Linked DNA regions of Mus musculus: region 1 is linked to region 2. A link is a contact called in public Hi-C data. All regions are on one chromosome and are shown on one strand. The core of a region is the stretch at or near the end of the contact, and the rest is flanking DNA. Distances in the headings are between cores, read along the strand shown.

The links. A called contact is a pair of places that touch in the nucleus more often than the background predicts.
Region 1: a Hi-C map of bone marrow-derived macrophages shows a contact between it and region 2, with 46 read pairs. The contact joins two enhancer-like sites. A contact is called at or near these places in 1 of 39 promoter capture datasets (liver), 8 of 15 datasets of contacts at CTCF or cohesin (CD8 T cells, the G1E-ER4 cell line, the NIH/3T3 cell line and 3 more), 83 of 484 Hi-C or Micro-C datasets (B cells, the BV-2 cell line, CD4 T cells and 33 more), 20 of 115 datasets of contacts at active chromatin or transcription factors (bone marrow-derived dendritic cells, bone marrow-derived macrophages, embryonic limb bud and 7 more) and 3 of 9 other capture datasets (adipose tissue, embryonic stem cells and liver).

Annotation. Positions count from the first base shown.
Region 1 is chr11:20,586,760-20,591,414 of GRCm38.p6, forward strand. It overlaps a transcript of Sertad2 not described here. Among named protein-coding and RNA genes, the nearest start is that of Sertad2, 43 kb to the right of the region's middle. Within about 2 kb of position 2,587, at least 16 of the 459 cell types and tissues checked have an H3K27ac peak or open chromatin away from gene starts, as enhancers often do. A contact at or near this core is called in bone marrow-derived macrophages, where this site is marked.
Region 2 is chr11:20,444,258-20,448,518 of GRCm38.p6, forward strand. It overlaps the pseudogene Gm12034. Among named protein-coding and RNA genes, the nearest start is that of Gm39606, 6.7 kb to the right of the region's middle. Within about 2 kb of position 1,839, at least 35 of the 459 cell types and tissues checked have an H3K27ac peak or open chromatin away from gene starts, as enhancers often do. A contact at or near this core is called in bone marrow-derived macrophages, where this site is marked.

The DNA of each region.
Region 1 (4,655 bases), core at 1,337-3,836, 140 kb after region 2:
CGGTGCCATTTCATTCCTTGTCTTGGTGATCAGTTCTCTGCCTCTCCCTGTTTTTGCACTGTGAAATTGACACAGTCTAAAGGTTATTTCTTCCTTGGCCTTACTAGGTACAGCCATCTAGGTTTCCTTTTGTTTATGTCCTTAATAACCCTGCTATGTGAGCCAGTAAAACTCTTGCTCTGGACTTACACTCCCCAGGTCTGGATCCCAGCTCTGTGCTAGCTGAGTGAATGGTAATTGACTTCATAAACTTCAAAAGGCTTGGTTTTAGGGGTAGAGATGGTTCAGTGGTTAAGAGCACGGACTGTTCTTCCAGTGGTCCTGAGTTCAGTTCCCAGTAACCACATGGTGGCTCACAGCCATCTGTAATGGGGATCTGATGCCCTCCTCTGGTGTGCATGAAGACAGCACCAGTGTACTCACATACATGAAATAAATAAATATTTTTTAAAAAGGACTCAGGTTTCATATTTGTAAAATGGACATGGTAATGTTCTCTGATTCCAGAGGATACCATTATGAAGATTAAGTAAGCGGTAAAGGTATTTAGTGCTCCATAAATGTTATCATATAATGATTTATTTGTTCTTAATCTCTTATTGAGTAAAAAAAACTCCTTGAGTCTTATCTTAAAATGTCATATTCATTCTTGTCCAGCATCTATGGTGGGGCTTGGTACTCTCTTAGTATTTTGGGAGCCCTCTATTCTTAGAGGGCTTCCTGTATGCCAGTGTTGTAGGAAGCACTCTAGAGATCCTCCAGTATGTATGCCAGTGTTGTAGGGAGCACTCTAGAGGTCCTCCAGTATGTATGCCAGTGTTGTAGGGAGCACTCTAGAGGTCCTTCAATATGTATGCCAGTGTTGTAGGGAGCACCCTAGAGGTTTTTCTGTATACCAGACACAACACCAAGAACTTTATTAGTGGCACCGCCCTCAGAGACCTTCACAGTGCTTCTATGATTGAAGGACCATTTTATCCATCAATTGACAGGAGACCAAGGCATGGAGAAGGCACCTTCTCTCTGGTCACAGAGCCAGTAAAAGGAGGAACCTTGTTTGATCTCAGGCACTTTACCACCATGCTACCAGGCTACCTTCTACTAAGTGCTTAGCAACTATGTTAGAACAAATGAAATCCAGGGAAAGAGGCCTGTGAGAGAGTACAGACTTGTGTGACACAAGTCTGAAAAAGGTGTGGGTAAGAAGTAAAATGATAAAGCCAAGAGTGTGCACACCCTTTCACACCCTGGAGGCAGAGGCAGGTGGATCTCTGTGAGTTCATGGTCATACTGGTCTAAAAAGCAAAAGCAAGTTACAAGTCAGCTAGGGATACTTAGTGAAATACTGTTTTAGAACAACAGCAACAAAACAAAAAACAAAAACAAAGAACAAAATAAACAAAAATAAATAACAAAAACTCCTAAAAAGTCAAAAACACCCAAATCATCAAGAAATAGATTGACTAAGAAGAAACGCTGTGACTGTAACACCAGGTTAATCCTGGTCAAAAACCAGGGTGTGGCTGGTCCTGTGCAGGTGTTTCTTTAATGGAACACTGCTGAGTTAAGACCATAGACTCATATTAGGTTAGTACCAAAATTAAAATTATATCTTAGGAATTAGAGAGGATAAAAATGCTTTCACAGAAGATCCAGGTTCAAGTCCCAGCACCCACATCAGGCAGTTACAACCACCTGTGAGCCCAGCTCCAGGACATCTGGCCACCTCAGGTACCAGCACACATATGCACATACCCACACTCAGACACATAATTAAAAATAAATAGTTAAAAACATTTAAAATTTTTATTATCACACGCATGTACTAATATGTCAATGTATTTACATTCATGGAGGACACCTTTGTAGAGTCAATACTCACTTTCTTCCCTTACATGGGCTCCAGGGATCAAGTCATCAGGTGTGGGTGGCAAGCGCCTTTACCTACTGCTGAACCATTTTTTCACTTGCCCCAAAATATCTTACAATGAAAGGGATTTGTTTTGTTTTGTGTTTGTTTGTTTGTTTTGTCTATCACTATAGAGTAAATACCTTAGATAACTAGAAAACCAGGCAGAAATATATGAAGGGACTGTTTTGTATGCCAGAGAGCAGGCAGTGTGGACCGTAATGTCTGACAGCGGATGTCTGGAAATGATCACTGGTTTTTGCGCATCTGTAATGTACCTGCGATGAGGAAAGAGCTAGAGATGTAGACTGTAGTAGAATTTAAGAACAGTTCTGGAAGAGCAAATTAATGTGGTATTTGTGAGACTGAGAGGAAGGAAACATGCAGAAAAAGAGCCCCACACATCTGCATAGGGTCCCTTGAGTTAGGAGAACACTGAGCTAGGCACATCTTGAGTTAACTTGCATGGCAGTGTGCTGCTGGGTCCACATCACCCTGAGTTTGACTGCATGCTGAGAGCACACACAGAACCTAGATACAGTCACCCTCAAGCCTAAGATGTATTACAGTGAAAGAATACAAAGCAAAAACTCAGCAAAGAGAAAAGGCCTGTAGAGAGAAGTCAGGAGCACAAGACTGTCCGAGTCCCCTCCCAGTGATGTCACACAGGATACAGATACACTTAACTTCCTTAGTAAGGAGTTGTGACAGCATGCATGTAAAAGATGCTGTCTACTACTAACGCACTCCAGAGCCTTGGTGCAAGGGTTTTTATTAGGGGCAATCCTGCTGTGTTAATTTTATTCCACATACTGGGCAAAGAGCTAGGAGACTGTCCAGGGGACATGTGGCAATTTCTGGAAACATTCTATATTGTCACAACTAGGAGTTGCTGCTGACATGTGGGACAGAAGCCAGGAATGCCGCAGAAACAGCTGCATTCCACAGAGTAGCCCCTGTGAGTGGTGTGGCCTCAGATGTCAGGAGAACCAAAGTTGAGAAGCCCTGATCTAGACTCTTAACAGATTTAAGAACAAGTCTGGAAAAGATCAAATTAATTTGCAGATGACCCCAAAATGCTAGTCAACTTAAAAAAATGTGTTAGTGCTTTGATAATTTCATATGTGTATATAAGGTATTATAAGGTTACACTCTCCTCCTAATCCCTCTGTTTCCCTCCCAGCCCTGCCAACCTCCTGTTGTCTGTATATATCCCTTTCCCAGATTTGTGACTTTTGGCCTTGTTTTAGGACCTATTTGGTTTAACCAGGGCCATCAGCATAATCATTGGATTAGGACTACCCGTTAGAGATCTGTATGGCTCCCTTTGGGTACAACAACTAAAGGCAGTGACTCTCTGTTTCCTGAATCTGCTGGTTAGAAAGCTCAACAGTGAGGAATAGGGCCCTGAGTTACTCCTTTTTTTTTTTTTTTTTTTTTTTTTTTTTTTTTTTTTTTTTGAGACAGGGTTTCTCTGTATAGCCCTGGCTGTCCTGGAACTCACTTTGTAGACCAGGCTGGCCTTGAACTCAGAAATCCGCCTGCCTCTGCCTCCCGAGTGCTGGGATTAAAGGCATGTGCGACCACACCTGGCTCCTTCATTTTTTTTTTAAAGATTTATTTATTATTACACATAAGTACACTGTAGCTGTCTTCAAACACACCAGAAGAGGGCATTAGATCTCATTATGGGTGGTTGTGATTGGAACTCATGACCTTCAGAAGAGCAGTCTGTGCTCTTACCCGCTGAGCCATCTCACCAGCCCCCTCCTTCATTCTTTTTATTTACTTGGCTGGTCAGACTGACCAAACTCGAAGAGATCCACCCGCCTTTGCCAGTGCTGGGATAAGAGGCCTGTGTTGCTCCTCCAGGTGCTCCTCCATTCTTAGTCTGTTAATGGGCCCATTATTTTACAGACACATTGCACCTCTAGGCATTGAGCTTTTAAGGCAGTGGCTGTATCTCCAGAAGACAACATCTTACAGCCCTCTGTCTACCTCTCAGCTCTCACAGTCTTTCTACCTTCAGTTTTCCTTGCGGTTTGGTGGGGATGTAACAAATGCTTTATTTTGGATCTGAACGAGAGACTTCTGAATAAGATTGAGAATCATAATTGTCTATGGATACAAATATACACATATTCATGCTCTCACAAAGCTTACTGAGTGGTGTGCGTGTATTTGTCTAAACAACAGAATTATGTCCTCCTTAGGCCTCTGACCTCCCCTGCCATGAGTGTTTGAAAAGGTTTCCAGAAGTAGATATGGATACCCTACTGTAGAGTGAGCCTCAAATCCAGATATTTTAAAGGAAGTCTATAGACACTTAATAACTCATCAATTATAATGTCAAATGTCCAATTAAAAGCCACTGGGCATGTGAAGAAGTAGGGGTTAAGAAGACTAGAAATGAGTTAAGATTAACTAGCAGACCACTTATCAATATGGTCAAGGTTTTATTAAGATAAGACATGAACATATTAAGTACTAAAATAAAAGATTTATTTATACCTGAATTTCTAGAGCTGAAAATACAACATCTGAAATGAAAGCATCAGCACAGGGGCATCATGTGGGCATCTAGCAGGTGTCACATGGACTTCACATGGGTATCACACAGGTGTTACATGAGCATCACATGGGTGTCACAGTAGATGAGATTTGTAGAGCATCAGTGAACTTGCCAGTGTGCATGAGGAATCATGACTCTAGAAGAAATAGACAGAGAATCTTAGTGAGAGGGAAG
Region 2 (4,261 bases), core at 589-3,088:
CTTTGTAGGAAAGCCCCCAGGCTAGTGCCTGGGATTCGCTTTGCCTCTGAACTTCCCTTCCCATTTCAACAGTGAGATTGGTTTAAGGATATTCTTGTTTGGAGTTTCTAGGACTCCGTTTATGGGCCACTTGTTTTCTGTTGAGCCCATGTAAACCAGCAGACTTACTCTGAGGAATTCTGAGATATTGTATCCTTCAAATAACCAATGTCCAGGGTTCTCTGTCTGTCAGAGCCCACTAGCAGGGTTCTCGCTATGGAGCCCACTAGCAGGAAGTAGGATTGTGGCGGGACCCCACTCAAGAGGCACCGCATAAGGTATACTCTGCTCTCCATTTCACTCAGCGGAGATCACCAAAGAGCCCCAAACATAAATGTTTACCATGACCCTTTCCAGGGACACCTTACTTTCACGGAAGCACATTGTTACACATTCGATTTTCTTAGTAGCCCTGGTTGCTAACCACTCAGTGTGTTTAACTTGTTAATTTGTAAATTAAACTTTGTCCTGAGGATATATGCATAAAGAAAAGAACACAGCTTATATAATTGGGAATTGTAAGTGTTCTTGCTCAGTTCGAAGGGCACCCTGAAACACAGAAGTCCAGGAACCACCCCGCTCTGAGGGGAGGCCTCCTCAGCAGAGGCCTCGCAGTCCGGGGAGGGTATCCCCAGCTGAGCTGAGGAGCCCGGAGTCAGGAGCCTCAGCCCCGCTCCACCTCTTCAGTTCCTCCCATCTTTGTTGCTTCTTGGACTCTTCTGATGAGAGAGTCCCATCAGGCAGCAAATCTCATATTAAAAAAAAAAAAAAAAAAGATTTCTTACAGGGTCCAGGGCATGGAGGGATGAGTCCAGCAGGGAATTGAACAAAGGGCAGGGCTTTCCTAATGGAAGGGCGGGGGGGGGGGGGGGGGGGAGGCACCGTTTTCGCCACAGGATTTCTTAGGGGGCGGGGCTTTTCAGGGCAGAGATTTCCAGATCGAGAACTGGTTGGATTTCAAGTGCTGAGCTTTGGGATTGGTGGGTTTTGTGGAAAGCTCAGGGATCCGCGGTTTTCTTTTGACCCCCTTTTCCCTGTATCAGGCTCATGGGTGGGGATGGGAAGTCCTTCCCGGCCACAGGCCGATTTGGCTGAGGTGCTATCACTGCTAACCTCCTTGGGGAGGCTGCAGAGAAGGTGTTGCCACTGTAGACAGCTCCAGAGGTGGTATTTCACAAAGGCTGTAGGCTGAGGAGATACACTGCTTTGATAGGTGCCACCATTATGACAGATGCTGTCGTTTTGACAGCTGTGGTGGTATCTTATGGTGGCCTCAGGCTGGAGCCGCTGCTTTAACAGCTCTCCTGCTGCTCGGGGGTTACAGGGATCTCAAAATATATCGCTTTCTCTTTCCCCTGTTTTCTCCTCCCCATCTTTCCCTTTCCCTGCTCTGGTGACTGAACCCAGGGCTTTCAGCACACTAGGCAAACCCTCTGTCTCACTGTCACATGCCCTAGTCAAAGGCAAGACTCCTAACCCAGCTAAAGGGCAGGTTCAGAGCCAGGAACGATCGGTAATTAACTACGAAGAGATAAATATGCAGAAAAATATTATCATTCACCCTCACCTAGAAGAGGCCATCGGGCTGGGTGCGATCAACATCCAGCTACTTGAGGGGAAAAAGACTAGGGGCATGTGACAGTGAGACAGAGGATTTGCCTAGTGTGCTGAAAGCCCTGGACTTTCACCAGCGCGGGGAAAGAGGGAAAGATGGGGAGGAGAAAACAGGGGAAAGAGAGAGCGATATATTTTGAGATCCCATGTATGGGGGCTACCTGCCACCAGGGGGCAGATGAGGGCTGGTCCTGGAGATCGGCCACTGGAAGAGGGAGAGGAGATGTCTGTACCTCCTCTCCCCTCAGTGTGTGCTGGAAGATAGCAGTTACAGGCATCTCTTACCTCGTGTGCAGGCCTGCCCTGTCAAGAACTTCAAAACCAGAGGTCCTCAGAGGGCAGGCGCTGTGGTCTGGACGCTGGCTTTTCCAGCTGTGGAAGCTAGCTCATTCTCACAGGTGAGTGAGTTCCTCGCCAGTAGAGATCAGAGGAAATGAGACAACGTTGCTCAGGAACCCTTTATACCAGTGTTCTCAGCCTTCCTAAGACTGTGGCCCTTTCCGCGTTCGCACCAAGACCGTGAAGAAGGCTGCCCGGATCATCATCGAGAAGTACTACACGCGTCTGGGTAATGACTTCCACACCAACAAGCGCGTGTGCGAGGAGATCGCCATTATCCCCAGCAAGAAGCTTCGGAACGAGATAGCCGGATACGTCACGCATCTGATGAAGCGGATTCAGAGAGGTCCTGTGAGAGGCATCTCTATTAAGTTGCAGGAAGGAGAGAGAGAGAGGAGAGATAATTACGTTCCTGAGGTCTCAGCCCTAGATCAGGAGATCATTGAGGTGGATCCCGACACCAAGGAGATGCTGAAGCTTCTGGACTTTGGCAGTCTCTCTAACCTTCAGGTCACTCAGCCTACAGTTGGCATGAATTTCAAAACACGTGGAGCTGTTTAATCTGTTATGCCATATTTTCAATAAACCTGAAAACAAGAAAAAAAAAAAGACTGTGGCCCTTTAATACAGTTCCTCACGTTGTGGTGACCCCAACCATAAAATTGTTTTTATTGCTACTTCATAACTGTAATTTTTCTACTGTTATGAATCATAATGTAAATATCTGTGTCTTAGGCAGTTCCTATGAAAGTTTGACCCCCAGGGGGTCACGACCCATGGTTAAGAACCACTATCTTATACTCAAACATCACCCAGAAGAACCTCCAAGAGGATTTTTCTGTCTATGTGGGTTGTACCTCTGAACATTTACCAATTTAGGAGTGAAAACTAAGAATCTAGAAGATGGTTACTTCTTATAATAATAAAACCACTACACGTGGGTTTATTTAGAAAAATATAGTTTGTGAAACAAAAAAAAATGTTAAGTATGGTACTATTTTACATTTCTGCCATTTATTTGTTTGTTTGTTTGTTTTTACTGTTTAGCTCAATGAAAGACAGATGGAGTCTCCTGTTTGCTTCTGCATTTGTGTCTGCTGTAATATCGACTGCATTTCCCAAAGCACTTAGCTTTCTTCCCATAAGGGGAACACAAGAGTGGAGAGAGTAAGTGCATCTTTTTATGAAATAGTTTTGACCTCACACACCTTTGCCCCTTTTTCTATTAAGTGGATTGTAAAGGGCACCCAGTATTATTTCTGGATAAGAACTGAAATGCTGTTTTATATGGGAAAGGGGTACAATTAGTGGAGACTTAGGACCAAGGGCTGAGAGCCAGCCTGCCCTGAAGTTTAACCACCATGAGAAATGTAGCCTACATAGCCGGGGTGCTAGATAGCAGGGTAGGGAGTAGACTCGGGGGTGCAGGTCAAGGACGGGTCCTTGTACACTGTGAGTGCGGGAATACTTTCAGAGTCTTGAGCAGCAGCTGCTGCACATGAGGAGAATAAGTCCTTTGGGCAAGTTTTGTTTGTATGTATGATCCAGCTAATTTGCTGTGTTCATTTTAGTTTGTCACTCTAAACCAAACACCATGAAGGAGAAAGCATTTATTTTGGCTCACAGTTTCAGAGGGTTCAGTCCATAGTCCTTGGCTTTGCTGATTCTAGCTTGTCATAAGACAGAACATCATGGTGACAGGAGGAGGAAGAGGAAAACACAGTTGGGGAAGGAGAAGAACAGAAGAGACCCTGAACCAGAGTAAGCCAACAGAAAGAATGCAATCTTCCTGTGACATCTTCTTCTACTGAGGCCCCACCTCCTAAAATTTCTATCACTTCACACGACAGCACCACCAACTAAAAACCACGCATTCAACGCATGAGCCTATAGGGAGTGTTTCAGGTGCAGTTCATAGTGGAACCCACTTGGGTTCTCATCAATCAAAAGTATTCTGAAATAGTGTCCCCCACCCGTCATCTCCCCATCCCAAGGTCCACTCAGTCTCTCTGTGCTGAACACACAGGTCAGCATTAAAAGGAAGTGTGTGCCAAGCATGGTGGTGCCGAGGGAGGACAAGAGGGCCCACCTTGGGCTGGATCAAGACAGAATTGCAAAGGGAGGAAAAAGATCACAGCTTAGAAACTTTCCTTTTGGGGGCTGGTGGGATGGCTCAGTGGTTAAGAGCACCCGACTGCTCCTCCGAAGGTCCGGAGTTCAAATCCCAGCAACCACATGGTGGCTCACAACCATCCGTAACGAGATCTGA